Regions from separate parts of the Zea mays genome. Here region 2 is linked to region 1. The links are chromatin contacts, called in public Hi-C maps. All regions are on one chromosome and are shown on one strand. The core of a region is the stretch at or near the end of the contact, and the rest is flanking DNA. Distances in the headings are between cores, read along the strand shown. Region 1 holds the start of LOC100282275 (mitochondrial import receptor subunit TOM40). Region 2 holds the start of LOC103639191 (probable inactive receptor kinase).

Region 1 (7,675 bases), core at 2,609-5,108:
ATCTCTTTGTGTTCAAAAGGGGGAGCAAGTAATATTTTCAAAACTTTATATCTTAAAACCCTCTTGAACACTAAGAGGAGAATTGATTAAGGGGGAGTTTTTGTTTTAGTCAAGGAAAAGCATTTTAAAACAAAGGGAGAAAATTTCAAACTTGAAAATGCTTCGCAAAAATCTTACTCATTTACCTTTGACTATCTTGCAAAATGACTTTGAAAAGAATTTACAAAAGAATTTGCAAAAACAAAACTTGTGGTGCAAGCGTGATCCAAAATGTTAAAAATAAAGAAACAATCCATGCATATCTAGTAAGTGATATTTATTGGCTCAATTCCAAGCAACCTTTGCACTTACATTATGCAAACTAGTTCAATTATGCACTTCTATATTTGCTTTGGTTTGTGTTGGCATCAATCACCAAAAAGGGGGAGATTGAAAGGGAATTAGGCTTACACCTAGTTCCTAAATAATTTTGGTGGTTGAATTGCCCAACACAAATAATTGGACTAACTAGTTTGCTCTAGTGTATAAGTTATACAGGTGCCAAAGGTTCACACTCAGCCAATAAAAAGACCAAGTATTGGGTTCGACAAAAGAGCAAAGGGACAACCGAAGGCACCTCTGGTCTGGCGCACCGGACTGTCCGGTGCACCACCGGACATGTCCGGTGCACCAGAGGACTCCAAACTCAAACTCGTCACCTTCGGGAAAATCCAGAGGCGACTCCGCTATAATTCACCGGACTATCCGGTGTACACCGGACTGTCCGGTGCTTCAAAGGAGAGCGGCCTCAGGAACTCGCCAGCCTCAGGAATTCATTTGGGCTGCTTCGCTATAATTCACCGGACTGTCCGGTGTACACCGGACTGTCCGGTGCAACAGCGGGACAACGATTACTTCAGGCGCCAACGGCTACCTGCGGTGCATTTAATGCGCGCCAGCGCGCAGTGGTCAGGCACGCCCATGCTGGCGCACCGGACACTCTACAGTACATGTCCGGTGCGCCACCGGACATCCAGGCGGGCCTAGAAGTCAGAGCTCCAACGGTCGGAACCCAACGGCTTTGGTGACGTGGCTGGCGCACCGGACTGTCCGGTGCACCATCGAACAGACAGCCTCCACCAAACGGCTAGTTTGGTGGTTGGGGCTATAAATACCCCCAACCACCCCACATTCAAGACATCCAAGTTTTCCACTTCTCAACCACTTACAAGAGCTAGGCATTCAATTCTAGACACACTCAAGTGATCAAATCCTCTCCAATTCCACACAAGGCTTTAGTGATTAGCGAGAGAGATTTGCCGTGTTCTTTTGAGCTCTTGCGCTTGGATTGCTTCTTTCTTTCTCATTTGTTCTTGTGATCATAAACTCATTTGTAACCAAGGCAAGAGACACCAATTGTGTGGTGGTCCTTGCGGGGAAGTTTTATTCCCGGGTTGATTTGAGAAGAGAAGCTCACTCAGTCCGAGGGACCGTTTGAGAGAGGGAAAGGGTTGAAAAAGACCCGGCCTTTTGTGGCCTCCTCAACGGGGAGTAGGTTTGAGAGAACCGAACCTCGGTAAAACAAATCCGCGTGTCTCACTTCACTATTCGCTTGCGATTTGTTTTGCACCCTCTCTCGCGCACTCTATTATATTTCTAACGCTAACCCGGCTTGTAGTTGTGATTATTTTTGAGAATTTCAGTTTCGCCCTATTCACCCCCCTCTAGGCGACTTTCACCCAAGGCTCGGACTCAGCCCTGGCCTCAGCCGACGGTCTCCGCCTCGCCCGACCCGGGGCTCGGACTCGACCTCGACCTCGGAAGACAGACTCGACCTCGACCTCGGAGGAGCCTCCGCCTCGCCCGACCCAGGGCTCGGACCGACCACGTCACAGGGGGGCCATCATTACCCTACCCCTATCTAGCTCAGGCTATGGGGAACAAGACCGGCGTCCCATCTGGCTCGCCCCAGTAAACAAGTAATGATGGCGCCCCGCGTGCTCCATGACGGCGGCGGCTCTCAGCCCCTTACGGAAGCAAGGAGACGTCAGCAAGGACTCGACAGCCCCGACAGCTGTCCTTCCGCAAGGCTCCAGCGCTCCTCCGACGACCACGACATCACATGAACAGGGTGCCAAGACCTCTCCGGCTGCCACGACGGCATGTACTTAGGGCGCTAGCTCCTCTCTGCTAGACACGTTAGCACATTGCTACACTCCCCATTGTACACCTGGACCCTCTCCTTACGCCTATAAAAGGAAGGTCCAGGGCTCTCTTACGGGGAGGTTGGCCACGCGGGGAGGACGGGACGGCGCGTGCAGGCCTCTCGCTCCCTCCCACGCGGACGCTTGTAACCCCCTACTGCAAGCGCACCCGACCTGGGCGCAGGACAAACACGAAGGCCGCGGGTTTCCCCTTTACGCCTGTCTCCTTGTTTCCCCCCTCCGTGCTCCGTCTCGCGCCGACCCATCTGGGCTGGGACACGCGGCGACAATTTACTCGTCGGTCCAGGGACCCCCCGGGGTCGAAACGCAGACACCATCCTGCTTCGTTTCTCTCTCCTCTCATGCCTCCGCCTCTGCGCCATCCTATTCTTGCCATAGGGCGTGGGAGCAGGCGTCTTCTTCCCGTATTCGTCTGACACCAACCTCGACATCGACCCGCGCAATGCTATTGCACGAGGCATGAGAACGTTTCATAGCATGCACGCACCATCGTTTTCGTCGTCGTCAAACGTCCCGTTCGTCTTCTCGATCTTCGCCTTGTTCTTCCTCCCCAATCTGCTGCCCCTGCCCATGGTCGCAGACGCGACCTAACCGAAATTAAGTCTAGGAATGATTCCAGACTATCAAAACTTATACAAATTAAGTATCCCTTGTCGAAATGGTTCCATATGACGGTTCCTGAACTGGAAATGTCAATGCATCAGGTTTAGACATCCCATACTCATTCCTATGAAATTATACATATCTCCATCCCCATACCCACCATGGGTATATGATTCATCTCATCCCCATTCCTATTCTAGTATCGGGTCTCTAATGGGTCTCCATTCCCGACAAAAAACATGACCATATTTTATTTTATATGATATTAACACCAACACGATACCCAATTACAATACATCATAAATAAATATAACATTTAACAAAAAATATTGTTTGACGGATGGGCGGAGTGAACGATGGCTAGTCGTTTGGTTGGGTGATGCGTGCTTAAAAGGGTTGGGAGAGTTAGAGTTAGTGTCTATTAAAATGTACACGTACACAATTCATCAATCATTAATTTAACTCATAGTTATTAGACACCACACAAACCTATAACATATTTATTAATTGTTACATAAATGATATGCATATAGTTTTATTTGCTAAAATGTGATAGCGTGTTCGTTAACGAACCGAGTTAGCCCTGTTTTAATCTCAAGAGATAAACTTTAGCAGCTTTTTTAGCTGTTTTTAGCCATTTGATGATCTAAACATGAGAGCTAATAGTGGTGTGATAAAATTTAGCACTCATTATCTTATAAGCTGCTCAAGGGGTGCTAAAAGTAGTTAAACGTGGGCCAGTGAACCCCATTTTGATACCATCTAATCTCATTCTCTCTCTGCATTAGGGGCATGAGTGTCTTTTTTGTTCCAATATGCTAAATTTTGTTAGAGTAGTTCAAAAACCTTAATAAGCTAAACTTTAGCACTTTAATTCATATGGCTAAAGTTTAGCGGGAAGCTAAAGTTTATCCGATGAGATTGAAATGTGGCTTAGAATGTAAGCTCAGTTTATAAAAAAATTCATACGGGTGGATTCGAGCCAAACCGAGCTAACTAAGAATCGAAGTAGCTGACAAGCATTTCGTCCCGCTTTGACAGGTATGTCCTAATTCCTAAACAAACGAACGCATTCTCCTCCCAAACCACCAGACATATTGCAGTCTGCCGTAGAAGTGAAAGGGTTTGGTGAAAAATTCCGGCCGCCTCAGCGTCGCGAGGTGGGGGACGAGACGAAGCCAGAGCGCCCCAAACCCAAACCCCAGAACCCCGACATAGGGTTACGCCATCGCCATGGGATCTGTTGCCTCCGCAGCAGCGCCACCTTCTCCTCACTCAGCGCTACCCCAGGAGGGCGCGCCGCCCTATGGCCCCGGGCTCGCCGGGATCCTCCCGCAGACGTCAGTGGGAGAGGAGAAGAAGGAGGAGAAGGTGGACTACCTCAACCTCCTCTGCCCCGTGCCCTTCGAGGAGATCCAGCGCGAGGCTCTCAGTTTGTCCCCTTACCCGTCCAGTTTTAACTCCATAACCAGCTAGTGCGTGTGCAGTGCTGCGGCATTGTGTAGTTTTCACTCGGTATGCGCTGCCACGTGGTTGGTGAGACCCGTGGTAGAATTGGTTGGTCGACGGAGATTGAATTTCTCGATATGGATCAAGTTCTAGGCTGCTGCTTTAGTTTTACGGGGGTTCATAGTTGGATCTGAAAATTATGGTGCTTAGTTGATTGTCATTATTACACAGCATTGATAGATGTGTCTTAGGAATTGCTTGGCCATTTGTGTATGACACAAGTATCTTTTGCACACAGTGCCCACAGTGCAGCACATTAACTGATACTGCAGATGTAGTTTTTGCTCTAAAGCATTTGATTCCACTACACTTGCTGTCTCTAGGATTTGGTATTTGTTTAATTATTTCTTTAACATTGATATCTTGTCACAAATACCAATTATTCATATGCATTGTGCCTCTATCCAGATGACTTATGACTTGTTTATTCAGTTTACCAGCTCACTGCCCATGTTTTTTATGCACATTCCATAAATTGTAAGAAAATATTCTTGATGCTTCTTTAGGCCTCCACTCATGGCACAAATTGTAGTATCTGAACACACATCTTAACACATTCCATACATCCCACATGTACATCAATTATTGCCCTTAAGACGTACACTAGATCGACCCTATGCACACATATACCTGCTGGAGAGGTTCACGAAGCCCTGGTTTGAAATACGGGCCCGTTGCTGTCCCATCATGGCCCAAAGGCGCTGGAGGTTTATCTGGAAATTAATTTGGCGGCATGCCATGATGAGACACCCATCAAACAATCCTGAGTATCGAAGATTCAACCCGAGTTTTGGCGCAAAAATCCTAGAGGCTGATCTAGAAATTGTTATGGGGGCATGCCACGATGAAACACCTTTCAAACAATCCTGATGATTTGAACTCAAGTGAGCAGCTTACCTCACATGCCATGTTACCCAGCTACGAGCCCATTCTCATTTAGTTTGATACTTGATATGACCTTTTAAGTTTTAATATACTAAGGGAATGGCATTCTATTATTAGTTAGCTGGTTATAGAAAACACAATTTAGGCGAAGGGGTAATCTGTTTTCTTGTGTCCATGTGCAAACTGCTTTGCTCTTTAGTTCTTACCCATGAGCTTTTATGCACATCTTTAGTGCCTAAGATCTTTTCAGACTTCTTATAGGTTTTGATGTGCATGACAACTTGCTTGGTTCCTACTCCTACCTTATAAATATTTGGCAATGGGCATTGCTCAGTATACTTTGATAACTGACAAATGACTATAAATATAGTTTGATCCCATAAGCTGCCTTTCTGTTTTTTTCCAGCTCCAATAAAATCTTCAGCATTTCTTTCATAGCCTTAGTCAAGTTCAACTGTTTAAGTAGTCTCCATCAAATATTGTTCTATCAGAAAGAGATGAGAAGTACTGGAAGACAAATGTTATGGTTGAATAGAATGATTGAACTGTAGTAATGTTCAAAATTTAGATTACAATAATAGAATGTCATTTTGAAATTTTTATCCACTTGTTGAGTTCCCTTTCAATTAACTGGGGGTGAGGGATATATGCTCTGTGTAGTTTATTATTTTTTGTGTATGACCAAAGCAATAGCAAACCTAAATGGTCCAATTGATGTTCTGTTTTTTGGTGCATGCACACTACTGTATAACTTTAGGGCCTGTTTGTTTCAGCTTATAGATTATATAATCTGAATTATAATCTAAATTATATAATCCAGATTATAATCTAGATATATTATAATATATATGTAGTTGTTTGGTAGTTTAGATTATACAAATGTAGATTATTCACAAAGACAACAATACCCTTATTGCTTATTTAAGGTGAGAAAAAAAGGATGTCATATATTGTAATTTCTATTTACATTACCATGGGTAGTAGGTCTTTTGCCAAAATAATCTCAAATAAGCTAGTCTTGAGGAGATTATGAGATTATCATAATCTGAAGTTTAGATTATATAATCTGAACTCATAATCTATGTGTTTGTTTAACTATTAGATTATTTGTGCTGGATTATATAATCTAGAGAGATTATAATCTGAAACAAACAGGACCTTAGTATTACTTTCGTGATCTCTGCTGACAGATGACATGCTCCTTTTGTAGTGTCTTTGAAGCCTGAACTTTTTGAAGGATTGAGGTTTGACTTCACAAAAGGGTTGAATCAAAAGTTTTCTCTTAGCCACAGGTAAGATCATTACATAAGGGCAGACCCAGGGCCAGAGGCTCCCACATGAGTGTGGCCTGGGGAAGGGATAAACTGAACCAAGTATCCCCCCGCAATTGCGGAGAGGCTGCTTCGAACCCGTGACCTGGTGATTCAGTGAGACAGCTCTCACCACTGCACCAGGCCTGCCCACTAAGATCATTACATAAATGTTAGCAAATATCTTATGTTATATTTTCCCGAGTATATCCTAACAACATCTTCCACAGCGTTTTTATGGGCTCCTTAGAAGTTCCAGCCCAGGGGTCTGAAACTATTAAAGTTCCAACTGCTCATTATGAATTTGGTGCCAATTTTTTAGATCCAAAGGTTTGTTTCCATGTCACCCGTTGTTATTGTGGCATCTTCCATAATGATTTATTTCTTAACTCATCTGCTTCTGTGCATGAAACTATGTGTAGTTAATGCTCATTGGAAGGGTGATGACAGATGGAAGGCTTAATGCTCGCGTGAAATGTGATTTGACAGACAATCTGATGCTGAAAGTAAATGCACAGGTAGATGGATCAAAGAGTTTAGGTTCAGTGGTTCATCCTTTCCTTCGTTGATACTTTGCTTTCCTTATTCTACTGATGGTTGTTCTCTTCCCAGCTTACCCAAGAGGCACATTACTCACAAGGAATGTTTAACTTTGACTACAAGGTTGACGTTTCTGACAAGTCAGTCAATTGTAGTTTTCCAAACTTTCATGATTAGTTTTTTTTGAACGTAAATGATTATTTTTTATTAGCATCTGTAATAGGCAAACTTTTACTTTGCTTCTAGGAGTAGTTTTTATCATACATTTATTAGTTCCTTGAATCAACACTTCACTTATTTGTACAGGGAAGTGACTATCGAGCACAATTCCAAATAGGGAACAATGCATTCTATGGTGCAAATTATATTCAGGTAAAAACTTTAGCAATGCACTTTACTTTCTAAGTTTCAACTTACATCTTAATGTTTATGCGTTGCTGTAGAAAGATGGGGGAAATGACTCATTTGGTAGTTTAATGCCATGTAAAATTCAGTAGACTTGGTTATGTCCTCTGTTCATATTTGTGTTTCTTGATATCTGTTTGAGTTGCATATATCTTTGCCCTCAAGTGTTTACTGTTTGATTGCTTAACTGCCATTAATTAATTATCTTACTACCTTGTT
Region 2 (7,675 bases), core at 3,611-6,110, 150 kb before region 1:
TACACCGGAGGGCGATGCGCAGCATGCCATCCAGTGCCTGTGGGGCGCCTTCCGAGCTCTCAACACCCGTGATGTGCCTGTCGTAGCACTCCGAGACACGCTCCTCCAGATCCAGCATCCTCACCCAGTCGGTCAGGTCGACCACGCCATCGTTCATGCAGATGATCTCACCGGCAATCTTCCCTGTCAGCAACTCCAGCAGGATGACACCGAAGGCATACACGTCGCTCTTCAGAGATGGGCATGGCTTGCTGGTGCTTGAAAACTCAGGAGGGGAATATCCTAGCGCGCCGGCGTTTAGGACCTGCTCCGCCATGCCGATTGGAGTCATCAGCCTGTGAAGGCTGTAGTCAGTCACCAGAGCAGATGGAGTGGAGTTCTGAATCAGGACGTTAGACGACTTGATGTTGCCATGTGGAATCACCCGCTCGTTGTGCAGGTAATCTAGACAGCGGGCAATATCAATCGCAATGTTCAGCCGCTGTCCAGCTGATAGGGGTGGGAGATTCCGCTCATCAAATTCTAGAAAGAAGAAATATGCATCAGAAAACGTCCATATTAAGTATGAAACAGAGATTGATGAGTAAAGGGGGTGGAGGAAAGGAACCATCTTACCAGACAAGTAGGTAGACAGAGATGTGGCATCTGCATAGTCTGATATCATGATCCTCTCATGCTCTTTGGGGCCCCAGTAGTAGCCACGCAAGGGGACAAGATTGGGGTGCCTTACACTGCCAAGCTTCTTTATTTCACGGGAAAATTCTTTCTTACTCTTAGCAAAGCCCTCCTTCAGCCACTTCACTGTCAGCATGTACCCGTTATCAAGTGTAGCCTTGTAGGATGTCCCATGGCAGCTCCTGCCAATTATCTCAGCAGGGGCACAAGAGAGCTCTTCAGCCGTGAACACAACTGAATTGTCGAAAAGATGTAAATCCCCAACCAGTTTATCAGGAGAGTGCACTCTAAGGATAGAGTGATGATGCTGGGAGCGTGCATCAGGAGGCGACGATGATAAAGAAGGCATCGAAGACTTTGTGCTGTCTTTACGGGCTGAGCTACTACCTGCTGGTTCGTTGAAATAAGCAGCATCAATTGGCGCATCTTGGGCTTCATGTCGTCTTTCCTTGCCAGGCAATGAAACAGCTCCATACTCTGCAGAAGGTGACGATTCTAATGCTACATCATGCATTTCAGTTGTTGAAATTTCTGCACTTCTCTGAGCACTCTGGACTTGACCCACATGTTTACCTTGGCCAGTACCTTTTTCCCTACTTTTCCAGCTACTGATCTTCCAATGAACAAGCAAAAGCGCAATAATCCCAGTAACAAATACAACAACACAGATAATCAATGCATATAGAATCCCACGCTTCAAGCCGTGTCTTGCCTCATCTGATTTGTCAGAACCATTTAATGATTCAGAGCGAGGAAGAACGAGCAATTCGTTCCCTGGATGGAAAGATGAATCTGGGAATTTCAGTAAATTACTTGGAACAGAGCCAGACAGGTAGTTGTAGGAAACATTAAATTCGACCAGATCATCAGGGAGGCCATCAGGTATGCTACCATTGAAATTGTTGCTTGATAAGTCAATGTATAAGAGATTCTTAAGTTTGGTGATTGTTCTTGGGATTTCGCCAGTAAAGTTGTTCTGACGAAGGTTCAGCAATGTCAACGCGCTCAAATCACCAATGCCCATAGGCAGTGAGCCGTGCAAAAAATTGCTTGAAAGATCAACATAGGAGAGGTTTGAAGTTTGCACAGGAAGAATGGACAAGTCTATAGAAGTCGAGTTCTTGGTATCGGAATTTCGAAGGGGGAGAGTCCCTGTAAAACTGTTGCCTGAAAGATTAAGAAAAGTCAGCTTAACCGCTGTAAACAGATTTCCAGGCAAAGGTCCATGCAGCTGATTAATACTGAGGTCAATGAAAATCAGCTCTGGATAGGTTCCAAGGACAATTGGCAGTTCTCCTGATAGCAAGTTGTTGGAAATCCTCAAAGATGTCAGCCTTAAAAACTGGGTTGTCTCATTTGGCCAACTTCCTGTTAATCTGTTTGAGCTCAAATCAACCATCTGGAGATAATTTCCCCATGTTCGGGCAACTGATAAGTTCCCATACAGCATGTTTCCACTCAAATCAACTACTGAACAGCTTCCAAATGTGATCGGTAAAGTTCCCTGAAGATTATTGTGTGACAGGTTCAAGTACTTCAAGTTTGTTGATGTCACACGTCTAATTGGACCTGTGTAAGAAAAAAGGGGACACAGTAAAAAGAAGCAATCAGCATTATTATTATTAAATGGTACACATTGTATAAATGATTAAATAGCACACATGCCTGTGCCAAATTAGGCAAGAAATGTTTTACTGATCTAAATTAATTCTCATTCAAATGAAAAAAGTTTACGGATCTTGCAAACTGTCTTATTGAAACTTCCAATCAACATCTCCAAAAAATGCAATCAACAAGGTACCACACAGGGGAATTTTTGTCGAGAACCTAAATTTCCTATTGCCATTTTCCTAATTCATTTATTATGCTATAGCTGGGAATGACTAAACTTGATCAGCAAATATATTCTTAGAAGGGCAGGCCTGTTACAGCGGTGAGAGCTATCTCGGTGAGTCACCACATCACAGTTCAAAGCAACCTCTCTGTACCTGCGGAGGGAAGCCTTTGCCTCGGTTTATCTCTTTGCCGGACCCCACTCACATGGGAGCCTCCGGCACTAGGCCTGTATTTTTTCACTGTCATTGATCTAAGTAATAGTAGTATAAAATATGACAACTAGCTCAGAAACATAGCTTTAGCTGTGCACATTGGATGACTCAAAATTGAACAATCAGTAACAGAAAATGTATCTTCGGATATAATCGCAATTAGTATACCAGTAGCTGGTAAATTAGAGGTAGAAACTTTTGCGGTGACTTCAGAAGAAGGAAATTAGCAATTTTGCTTCATGCATAATAGGTAATCCACATTTCTTGTATGCTTTAAAATTGCATGTATTGTTTACTAAAAAAAGAGAAAGGTATACCACAAATGTGAAAAAGAAGATGGTGCCAGGTCAATGATTTAATAACGTCAATCTTTTACACGTGGTGAGAGCAAGCCTCGTGCAATGATGAGAGATGTCTCAATATATCACTAGATCGCGGATTCGAAGCAGCCTCTCCGTATTTACAGAGAAAAACTTGCCTCGGTTTATCCCTTTTCGAGACCCATGCGGGAGCCTCCGGCACTGGCCTGCCCAATCTTTTACATGTATCTCATTATAATATGCTAGTTTAAGCATTAGGAAAATGTTATGGGCAAAGAAACATGCGTAAGAGCGAGCTGAATGCAATGTTTAAGATAAGCATGAGGCTGAGTAGGAAAATTTTCTGACCTGTAAGTTGGTTGCAACTAAGGTCAAGTTCAGTCAGCACCATAGACGTCTCCCTAAAGAATGCTTCTGGGATGGAGCCAGAAAAATTATTGTTCTGCAGGCGCAGCACCTTGAGGGAGATGACAAAATTAAACTGCGGGATGTTGCCACTGAGCATATTAAAACTCGCATCAAAAATCTCAAGGCTGTCGAACAAAGGCATCGGAACACTGTCAAACAATGTCCCTGACAGCACATTGTGGCTAACATTCAAGTACTGAAGCGTGCTAACCACAGATGAGTTGTCAGAGATCGATGCCAAGGACCCCGAGAACTGGTTGCAGCTTAAATCAACATGGACTGGGCTCTGCAGCTGCGCGAATACGTCGTCCAATTTGCCAGTGAAGCCATTGTCATGAAGGTCCAAGTACTTCAATTTCCTCAAGTTCCGGAAACCCAACGGCAATGCGCCACGAAAACCATTGGAAGAGAGATTGAGATAGCCCAAACCTGCCAGCTTAGTCAACTCAGACGGAATTGAACCGGAGAACCTGTTGTTGGACAGATCCAGCAACTGCAACGACGCCATCGACCCCAGCTCACCCGGCAAGAACCCTTCTAGCTTGTTGTCTGACAGGGACAAGTTCCGGAGCACCGGCATCCTCGCTAGCACCGACAAGCTAGCATTTCCAACGAGACCAATGCCGTCGAACGCAATGGAAAGAATCTGCCCGCCGATGCACTGCACGCCGTGCCAATCAACGGGGCAGTCGTCGGAGTCCAGCGCGCTGGTGGGGTTCCAGGGAATGGCCTGGCGGCGGGACGGGTCTTGCCGGATGCCTCGGGAGAACTCCAGCAGTGCCTCCATGTCTGAACCAGCCCCCGCCGAGGCAGCGGAGCACACGGCCCAGATCGAGAGCCACAACAAGATGAGCCGCATCGCAAGATCCTGCTGTGCAGCCAGGCAATTGAAGCAATGCTCATGCAAATGGGATGGATTTTTCGAGATACGGAGCTTAAGATGAAAAAGGCAGTAGGGTAGGGTTTAAGCTCCCTTGGAACCGAGAAAGGGGATTAAGGATGAAAGGTTTGAGGATTTTTTCAGTATGAAAAGCAGAGAAATCAGGAAGGACGGGGCCAAGAACCGAGACACGAAGAAATGGACACCGCCGCAGTGTGAGCAGTGGCCTGCTCCAATTTTGTCATCCAAGAACCATAGTGCTGGTTGCTTCGTCCAAGCGAGCTAGGATTACTGACCAACAACGCGACGAGATGGCCTTGACGGATCTCCACCCCGACTAGACCCGAGAGAAAAGCGTTAGCCGTCGGGTGGAGGATTTGGCGGCGGCGATGCGTCACAGCTTCCCTGTGCTGGAGCGAATGCGCTCCACGGAGCAAGAGGGGAATGCAGGCTGCTCCATTTGGGAGTACGATGAGCAGCAGCGGCAATGGCGCGCGTGTGTGTGGAGACTGGAGGGAGTGGCCGAGTGGTTGAGGGCTGAGGCCGTGATGGATGGGTGTAGTCGGACTATACCGCACCAGTGCGACTGTGCGAGCCAGCAAGTAGCGGCCTAGCATGGGAAACGGGAAACGGAACGGATTCACTCATTCACATCAAACCGAATCCAGATGTCATTTGTTTATTATATTTTTAATTCGAATATAAATAAGAAAGTGAATATACATGTTTTTAAATATTAGTACAAAACGAATATTTTGGATTTAATTCAGATATTAAGTCAATTTATAAAGCATATATTGTTAAATAAATAAAGTACTAACGTTATTTACAACAATAAATATATTATATGTAAACTAACTAAAAGTAATAATATTCATCTAATCTTCATGTATCATTAATAATTTTAAATTTAAATTAATATCGAAATTTACCTATATATGTGCTATTAGGCTATCTCCATAGGATCCACGATCACATCCCCTATTTCTTTTTTTTTCTTTTTTTGAAAGGGAAGGATTTTTATTCATTCAAGAACAGTACATCGAGATGATACGAGCCCTTGAAAGTCACTTTCGGCCTGTGCCCATAAGAGCACACAGCCCAACGAAATCTAAAAACACACACTAGTGGCTATCACTCCGAAGACTAGACCGCCAATCATGCTCCTGGGAAAAAAACTCCTTGGCCACTTGAGTCAAATGTTGTGTTGGGGGCCTTCGGCTTCCGAAGGTCCTCAAAAACGTGATTTAACAATGTTTCTGGAATATAATACATGAGCAGGTACCTTCGGACACGAACCCTCCGGACAAGTCAAAATTGTTGTATGAAGAAACGCAAAGAGAACGAAGGATGGAACAGAGCCGAAGCTGTGCGCAAGGAAGCTTCGGCATGATGGCAGAAAAGAGGAAACTGAAAGTCGCCTAGAGGGGGGTGAATAGGGCGAATCTGAAATTTACAAACTTAATCACAACTACAAGTCGGGTTAGCGTTAGAAGTATAAACGAGTCCGAGAGAGGGCGTGAAAACAAATCGCAAGCGAATAAAGAGTGAGACACGAGGATTTGTTTTACCGAGGTTCGGTTCTTGCAAACCTACTCCCCGTTGAGGTGGTCACAAAGACCGGGTCTCTTTCAACCCTTTTCCCTCTCTCAAACGGACACTTAGACCGAGTGAGCTTCTCTTCTCAATCAATCGGAACACAAAGTTCCCGCAAGGACCACCACACAATTGGTGTCTCTTGCCTCAATTACAAATGAGATGATCGCAAGAAAGAATGAGAGAAAGAAGCAATCCAAGCGCAATAGCTCAAAAGAACACAACAAATCTCTCTCTCTAATCACTAGAGCTTTGTGGAGTTGGGAGAGGATTTGATCTATTTGGTTGTGTCTAAAATTGAATGCTAGAGCTCTTGTAAGTAGTTGGAAGGTGGAAAACTTGGATGACTTGAATGTGGGGATGGTTGGGGTATTTATAGCCCCAACCACCAAACTTGACCGTTGGTGAAGGCTGAAGTCGACGGGCGCACCGGACAGTCCGGTGCACCACCGAACACTGTCTGGTGCGCCAGCCACGTCACCAGGCCGTTGGGTTCCGACCGTTGGAGCTCTGACTTGTGGGCCCGCCTGGCTGTCCGGTGGTGCACCGGACAGGCCCTGTAGGCTGTCCGGTGTGCCACCCGCGCGTGCTCTGCTCCTCTGCGCGCACAGGCGCGCATTTAATGCGTTGCAGTCGACCGTTGCGCGCGAAGTAGTTGTTGCTCCGTTGTCACACCGGACAGTCCGGTGACTCATCGGACAGTCCGGTGAATTATAGCGGAGCGGATTCCCGAAGCTGGCGAGTTCCGAGTTGCTCTCCCTTGGGACACCGGACAGTCCGGTGAATTATAGCGGAGCGCCTCTGTCACACCCGGGTTTTAGGGGTCCAAAGTCCGGGCGCGAACATAATCACCAGGTGTGCTGGGACCAAGTCTCACACATATGATGAATCATGGCACAGGATCGAATGTCACATCTTTACTATATAATCGGAGTTCTATACAAAATAAATAAATAATTACATTAAAAGGAGACAACGGTCCAGCAACCCAAAGTTGACTGGGAGACGACGGTCTAGACCACTCACGAACTCATCACAGCATCCTCCAAGCGCCTCATCCTGCGGTACCTGTTCTTGACCTGTGGGGGTGTGAGACAGCAAGAGTGAGCTCACATACGTTCATCGCTCAACAAGTTGTGGGGAATCATGTGCATGAACTCGCCAAAGGTGGGAGCTCACGTGAAGTGTAAGGCTTACCAAAGAGGATGGTTAGAGCTGAGCATTGCTTTTAAAGTTGGTCAAAACTTTATTAGCAGTTACTAAGTATAAGTAAATACCAACCCAATTAAGTAGTAGAACAAAAGTAACAACATCACCTGCGATGCAATGCATATGACAAATTGAATTTAAGTTCCATAAATTAATCATGTGAGGGTCCGAGCTGCTCATGACCGTGAGCACGGCTAGTATACCAGTTTTACACTCTGCAGAGGTTGCGCATCTTTACCCACAAGTCATATTACCCATCTGCCCAGGGATCGCGACTTCCCATACACCTCTACCGAGGAGGCGAGGCAGGATAACACTATGAGGCCTTTACAAAGTTCCACTAGCTTCATAAAACCCGCTACAGTTTATAGTAAGCTCCAATGCAGGGTTCTTGCCTGACCGCCATCGCAGCAAAATCAACCAAGGACCTCCCTACACTGACCACTCCCCTACTGCCCTTGCCCCTTTCGGGTAAGGTAGTCCTCCACTAGCTTTCCTAATTAATCAGCCAAGGGCGTCCATAAACCCTTGTGGTAGCA

Evidence for each region. Hi-C and Micro-C count contacts between places; a contact is called where the count stands out from the background.
Region 2: a Hi-C map of leaf shows a contact between it and region 1, with 4 times the contacts expected there. The contact joins the promoter of LOC103639191 here to the promoter of LOC100282275 in region 1. A contact is called at or near these places in 4 of 25 Hi-C or Micro-C datasets (ear, leaf and tassel).

What each region holds. Positions count from the first base shown.
Region 1 is chr9:139,337,627-139,345,301 of Zm-B73-REFERENCE-NAM-5.0, reverse strand. LOC100282275 (mitochondrial import receptor subunit TOM40) reads left to right here and starts at 3,858. Exons shown (of 11, transcript NM_001155187.2): 1 at 3,858-4,239; 2 at 6,412-6,493; 3 at 6,742-6,841; 4 at 6,934-7,029; 5 at 7,124-7,174; 6 at 7,358-7,423. The coding sequence starts at 4,041.
Region 2 is chr9:139,486,297-139,493,971 of Zm-B73-REFERENCE-NAM-5.0, reverse strand. LOC103639191 (probable inactive receptor kinase) reads right to left here and starts at 4,860. Exons shown (of 3, transcript NM_001364724.1): 1 at 3,392-4,860; 2 at 616-2,244; 3 at 1-522. The coding sequence starts at 4,310. LOC100304416 (a long non-coding RNA gene) reads left to right here and starts at 905. Exons shown (of 2, transcript NR_157290.1): 1 at 905-1,161; 2 at 1,258-2,417.